Linked DNA regions of Mus musculus: region 2 is linked to region 1. Evidence: chromatin contacts called from public Hi-C data. All regions are on one chromosome and are shown on one strand. Each heading gives the region's core, a stretch centred on a gene start, on an enhancer-like site or on the middle of the called end of the contact. The rest is flanking DNA. Distances are from core to core; before and after follow the strand shown.

What was found. A called contact is a pair of places that touch in the nucleus more often than the background predicts.
Region 2: a Hi-C map of liver shows a contact between it and region 1, with 2.4 times the contacts expected there. The contact joins two enhancer-like sites. A contact is called at or near these places in 7 of 484 Hi-C or Micro-C datasets (the P5424 cell line, Sertoli cells, forebrain and 4 more) and 1 of 115 datasets of contacts at active chromatin or transcription factors (embryonic stem cells).

Annotation. Positions count from the first base shown.
Region 1 is chr12:28,698,133-28,701,393 of GRCm38.p6, reverse strand. All of the region lies in intron 8 of Trappc12 (trafficking protein particle complex 12), which reads left to right. Among named protein-coding and RNA genes, the nearest start is that of Mir6937, 20 kb to the right of the region's middle. Within about 2 kb of position 1,548, at least 102 of the 459 cell types and tissues checked have an H3K27ac peak or open chromatin away from gene starts, as enhancers often do. A contact at or near this core is called in Sertoli cells, embryonic stem cells, liver and 1 more, where this site is marked.
Region 2 is chr12:28,804,019-28,807,182 of GRCm38.p6, reverse strand. The region is part of intron 3 of Eipr1 (EARP complex and GARP complex interacting protein 1); the gene reads right to left. Among named protein-coding and RNA genes, the nearest start is that of Gm46345, 39 kb to the right of the region's middle. Within about 2 kb of position 1,807, at least 131 of the 459 cell types and tissues checked have an H3K27ac peak or open chromatin away from gene starts, as enhancers often do. A contact at or near this core is called in Sertoli cells, embryonic stem cells, liver and 1 more, where this site is marked.

The sequences.
Region 1 (3,261 bases), core at 299-2,798:
CTCAGTAGAGTTCACTCACACTTGGGGGCCTAACTTGTCGTTGTAAAATTTCCACAGAAAACAGTTTATATTGCTGAATTTAATTGCACGGGCCTAGGTCTAAACAGTCTAATTAAAACTGCTCACTCCGCCCGAAAATGGGCGTTTTCCTCTGAACTCCATCCAGAAAATCTCACCTTTGTTCTGATTGTTTTACTGTGAGGGTCATTTTTTAATGATTGATGGATTTGACATCTGAAGGCAGTCTTTCCCACCAGACCCTCTTGTGAGGACCTCACCCCGAGCTGTGCACCTGAGGAGCCAGTGTGACTCGGGGAGCTCTGCCGGGCTGTCAGTCACTGAATTTCCAGTCCATTCTCCACGTGGGCCCTGCCAGCGGGTTTTCAGCTTCTCTCTCATTTCAAATACATCCCATGCCTGGCTTGCCTCCCGCCCTGGGCACGGGTGGCCTGCCACAGAGCTGGCGGCCTTGCTGCCAGCTGCAGGCAGGCACTGAAGCCGCCACGGAATCTGTCAGCAGCAGACGCCCAGAGCAGCGCTGTTAACACCTTCCGAGCTGTGGTGAGACGGCTCATCAGCTCATCCTCAGCCAAGGTCGTCCTGCTCTGACTGAGCGGCCGCCAGCGGGCAGGTTACCAAGGGGAAGAGCGTGCTCCTCGCTTTAGAGCGACTGGCAGCCCTCCACGTGGCCAGCTCCTTGGACCTGGCAGGAAAGTCTGTGACCACAGCCCAGCCATAGGACAGTGTGTTTCCTCTGCACCTCTGCAGACAGGTGACGTGTGACATTGGGTGTAGACAGGCTCTTGTAGTAGGTGACCTTGACACAGAAGAATGGGTTTCCTAAAACCTCTCCAGCTGTCCTCACAGCTCTTTCCGACTCTTGAACACATTACAGCTTTTAGAAGTTCTGTGTGAGATATTTGCACATGGTCTGTTGCCACAGGGCCACTTTGTTCCTGGTATCTTCCCACATCCACCTCCCTGGTGACATCATTGCAGAGCCTCCCCCACCTCCCCATGGGCTGCAGCCCTCAGCCAAGGAGGGGCCTGCTTCCTTCTGTCCCACCGCCCCCTGTGAGGCCTGCCTCTCCTCACTGCTGTGGCCTGTAGCAGCCTGAGAAGGCACCGGGAGCCTCCAGTCTCCTGAAGTCTCTGAGCCTTGGTTGCCTTCTTAGGCTTGCAGCACTGGTGGTGCCCAGCCACAGGCTGAAGATGCTCAGGGAGGAAGTCGCTGCTCAGCTGCAGTGCACTCAGCTTGCCTTTCTGAGAGACTCTGTTAGAAAATAGTGTAACAAAAAACGCTTTCCTTTGTTTTACTGCAGTAGTGACACCGCCAGCAATGTAGGCACAGGCACCAAACGTCTGCCTGTGACATCCTGTCACCCAAGGTTCTGAACGGGACGGATTATCATGTCTCAAAAATACTTTCTCCATGGATGTAATTTAAATTAAAAGTTTGATTTAATCTTGATTTTCATGAGTTAAAGAAATGCTGTAAGGAAAGTGGATGTGAGCACATGCAGTCTGCTGCCATCTAGTGGACACGACAAGTATTGCCACAGTAGCTGGGCTGCATAGCTGGGGCCTGTGTGCCAGCTAACAATGACCTAATTAATCAGCCTTTTAATGATAAGAAATTTGCTCATATGTTCTAGTTCTGAGAGTCCCACTATATATTTCCAGGAACACCCGCTTGCAAGACAAAGCCCTTCGTTCATAAATGTGATATCCTGAGGTTTCACAGTAGCCATAAGATACCTGGACAGTTTTCAGCTTCACGTCCTTATACCTCCCACACAGCATTGACTATTGTGGCTTCTCTTTTGTGGGGAAGAGCCTGCCACACACAGGGTGCCTCCTCTTTGCTTGGAAAACACTACATAAAGCCTTTGTTGGCAACAGAACAGCCATTAATACAATTTAGCAGTCTCTCAGCCAATGCAGTTTTTAGGTGCAAGTCAGGCAAGAATGCTTTTGCCCACATATGAGTGTTTGTATTTCTATTCAAGGGCAGGTCAGTGTAGTCAGAAGAGTAGAGCGGACACACTACAAGAAGCTGTTGTCAGCTGGCCTCCAGGTTCCCAGAATGAGTGATTTCATTGACTAACAGCCAACTAGGTGGCCGTCAGTGACAGCCCTGAACACTCCCTCTAACCGCCCCCAGGCTTGTTGACACATGCTGACACTGATGCCGATAGCACCTGCCTGACAACCCCTTCTCTGCTGCTGCTTTTTCGGATCAGTCCCAAACCTGTGGATCCACCCTGCCTCCTAGGAGAACTGTAAAATCCTATCAAAACTGAACCTGGTGGTACATACCTTTAACACCAACATGGGAGACAGAAACAGATGGATCTCTTGAGAGTTCAAGACCAACTGAGTCTCTATAGTTAGTTACAGGCTGTACAGAGCTATACCGTAAGACTCAGTCTCAAAAAAGTTATATATAATGGGTATATTTATAGCCTGTTTCTTTTCTGTTGGGCCATTCTCAGTAGCATGTACCCTTGACCCTAGGGCAAGTTTGAAAGGCAGCAATGCCAATCAAAAAAATCTAAGATCCTAGCAGGGCTTACTCCTGAGGCATACTGACCCTCCATGCCATGCACCCTGGCCCTCCATGAGCTGTCCATCAGAAGCATCATGAGCAGGGTGGAGCCTAGGTCACGATGGCCTGTGATCAGATGCAGTACTGTGACTCGGCACAGCCTGCCCTCTGCTCGGTGAAATAAAACGTAAGGGTACGTACCAGGTTGGAGGAGGAGACCAGGATGGACCTTAGGGGCCATGGGCTAGACCCTGGTCAGCCTGAGAGCAGGCCCTCAAGTCGCACAGGGTGGCGTGTCCGTGTCCCCTCAGCCATGACCCTGACTGCCCAAAGGCTGCCTTCTCCCCTGACACCTCATGGTGCATGCACACACACACACATCCACGTGCACCTGCTGGCACAATGAGAAATAAGGCCGGCTGGCCTTGGGCGGGGCCGCAGTGACAGGCAGCAAACGTGGTAGGAGAGGAAATCAAGGCATGTGTGGTCTGGCTCCTTGTGAGCATCAGGCCTTGAATAAAATTAGTTTTAACGAGCTGCACTTGAAGGTACCAGACTGGAGAGTCTTCTTTTTTTTTTACCCCTGCCAAACTGGAATTTTCCTTGTCGTCTGTCTCTATAACCTCCCAATTAGCAAGCTCAGTCGCTGTAGTCCCAGTTTAGAGGAAACTTAAAGTTTAGAGTAGAGAAGTGAAATACCTCCCAGAATCTTA
Region 2 (3,164 bases), core at 558-3,057, 110 kb before region 1:
CCTGCTTCTCATCAACTGTTCTAAATTGTCCAGGGGCAGCTATGCTTGTGGGTTCTCTGCAACTGTGCTGGGTGCTGTGAGAAACACTTGAGGACCTCAGCATCACTTGCCACAGACAACACTCTCTGCTGGTATATCCTGGGTGGACAGCTTCCTATGAGTTGCAGTTGTTCAATGCTGCAAATGTGGCTCAACAATTATGAAAACTGCTGCTCTTGAAGAATCTAAGTTAAGTTTCCAGTACCCACACAGGACTTCTCACAACTACCTGTGACTTCAGGGAATCTGATGACCTTTTCTAGCTTCCAAGGGGATGTGTGTGTGTGTGTGTGTGTGTGTGTGTGTGTGTGTGTGTGTGTGTGTGTGTATTTTATTCAAAAACAAAATAGTGAGTAAAAATAAATCCCTGTTGTCTTAACAAAGATGTAAGAATAGTTAATGTTAAAAATAGCAGCCTAAATACAGGAGAAAGAACCAGCAATGGCAACTCTATTATTAGACTTAAGATACTGACATTGTCACCGGCATATCCGCTATCTAAAATACCCCTAGAGTTATATATATTTTATACTTTTAGCAATACAATAAGGAGTCACCTGAGGAACAAAATGACAATAAAATTATGACATAGACACTGTGATTACACATTACAATTTGATCCAGTAGTAGAATCCCATATTGACACCCCAACAGAGCTCTGATTCCTCTGAGAAGATGAATCCCGCAAATATCTGAGCCCAAGTCCTCAGTCCACCTGGGCTTCTGCTCAACTGGCAAGACCGATTTATAGCAGCTGTGTGTTGTCTTGGTTAAATACTGATTTAAAATACTTAGGAGAAGTTTCTGTGAAAATGATGTGCAATGTTCTTAAAAGCCTCAGTAATAGCAAGCTATTTAAAAACCCTGCCTATTTAGAAGACAAAAACAAAAGCAAAAGAAAACAAACAGAAAACACATACAGGGGCAGGAGTCACAACAGCAGAGCCTCTACATTCAGGCTGCGCATTCCCTCCTAGATGCTCTACAACTAAAACTGGAAAGCCAGAGAGGGGTTCAGGGGAAGAGTTCTGGAAAGGGGGGATACAGATGCAGGAGACAGGACTCAGAAGAATGTCTTGATCTCTATCACAGATAGATAGCATAAAAACGATGACAGCCGGGGCTGAAGAGATGCCTCCGCAGTTAAGAATGTGTATGTGCAGTGCACTTGTAGAGGATCCAGGTTCCCTTCCCAGGACCCATGGCAGCAGGCTCTCAACAGACTCTAACTCTAACTCTAGGGAAAATCCAATGCCCCAGCCTCCGTGCACATAGCAACACACAGTCACACACACACACACACACACGCACACACACATACACAAAATTTACAAATATGTAAGCGGCATGAACACACATTTACCTAAAACAATGACATTACTTGAGTTGCCAGATAAATGCTTGGCAAACACTAATGCTTATGGGAAAAGGGACAACCGGCCCATGATTTGCTGTCTCTTCTGAAGTAGTTGACCAGCCTTGGTTGATGAATGAGGGCCTATGTGTCCACTGAGTGTGTGGGGTCACTTGGGCGGTGCTCCATTTGATCCTGCTAATATCTTGTAAAATCTTGGCTCAGTCGTGCAACCTCTGTGAAGGCAGCTGTCTTGTGTGTGAGCTCCAAGGACTGCACAGAAGACAGAGAAGTGAAAAGCACACCACCAAGAGTCCTTCCTCTCCTTCAGCTCTGACTCTGAGCTGGAGCATCACTGCCTAGCATATATCAGCTGAATGGAACAAAGGGTGCTCTGTCCTCCACCCCACATCCTTAACTGCATTAGTCATTCCTGAGCTTATCAGGAATGCACCAGCAGCTGCAGTATGCCTCAGGACATCTCTAAAGCTTGACTCCAAGTCCTTTCTAGTGATAACCACCCCACCCCAGGAGGAGGAGTCAAACAAGGGCAGCAAGCAGGCTGATGTCAGAGCCATCTACAGCCTTCCTTTCCAACCCAGGCTGCCCTGCCTTCTCCAGACTTCTGATTTCCTACCTGAGCCACATGAACATGTCTCCACCCACACTGGCTCTGAATATGCCCTCTAACAGAATTGCAGTGCCCAGGGCCCTGTCTTCTTTGATCACAGCTCCTATTTCACTATTTACCTAGACCTGCAGGACATCTGGAAGGGAATAAATAGGTCAAGACATAGCTGGATTCAACAACCACAGAGCAGCATAGGCTAGCAGCCAACAGTGTTCTCTCAGGGATGATGAAACATCTCAGTCAGTAAAGCGCTTATGTTGCAACATGAAGACCTGAGTCTAAGAATCAGGTAAAAGGCTCCCAAAGCTGGGGGAGCAGAGACAGATAAAAGAAACACTGAGGCTTGCTGGCCTTGGTCTACGTGGCAAGCTCTAGGCCTGGCCTATGAGAGATATCCCCCCCCCCATAACTCCTCCCCCCTGGAGCCAGAGTTAGCAGCTGTTTCGAGCCTGCTGACATGGGTACTGGGAATGGAACCTGGATCCTCTGTGAGTGCATCTTCTTGTACAGCAAGTAGAAAAATTAAAATTCTGGCTCTGCTGTTCCCTTCCAACTTTTCATGTACAGGTTGACCTATTCCCATTGATCTCTCTCCCAGCCACTTCTATAATGGAGCTGGAAGGACGATGGCCAGTGGCTCTCTCCCTGAGCTGAGCTTGATTCAAAGAGCCCTGGCTATTGGAAAGGTTTGCCTTTCTAGAAACCGAATGTCTCCAGAGGGAACAGAGTATGAAGGCTTACCCACACTGACACCCTGATACCTGGCCTGGTCTAACAGGGATGCCATGCCCTGGACCAAACTATTCAGTCACCACCCTAGCTAAATGAGGCAGTCTGGCACATGAAGCAGATGAGATTGACACAAGGTTGATACATGTATCTGCCTGCTCTCCAGAGCAAACCTCGATAACTAAAACAAGGGCAGTGGCATCCACAAAATGTCAAACTATTTGCTCTCTGGAGAGCACTCCTGTTACAGAGAACCGGTGGGTCCTCAGCATGAGCTGAAGCATCAGATCTGAGAGATGGGGTTTTACACTGATCAGAGCACTACTCGGGCACTCAGCCATGTCAGACATTAATTAACACCCTTGCACAAAAAAAAAAAAAAATCACACCTTCATTCTTTGAAACTCTAAC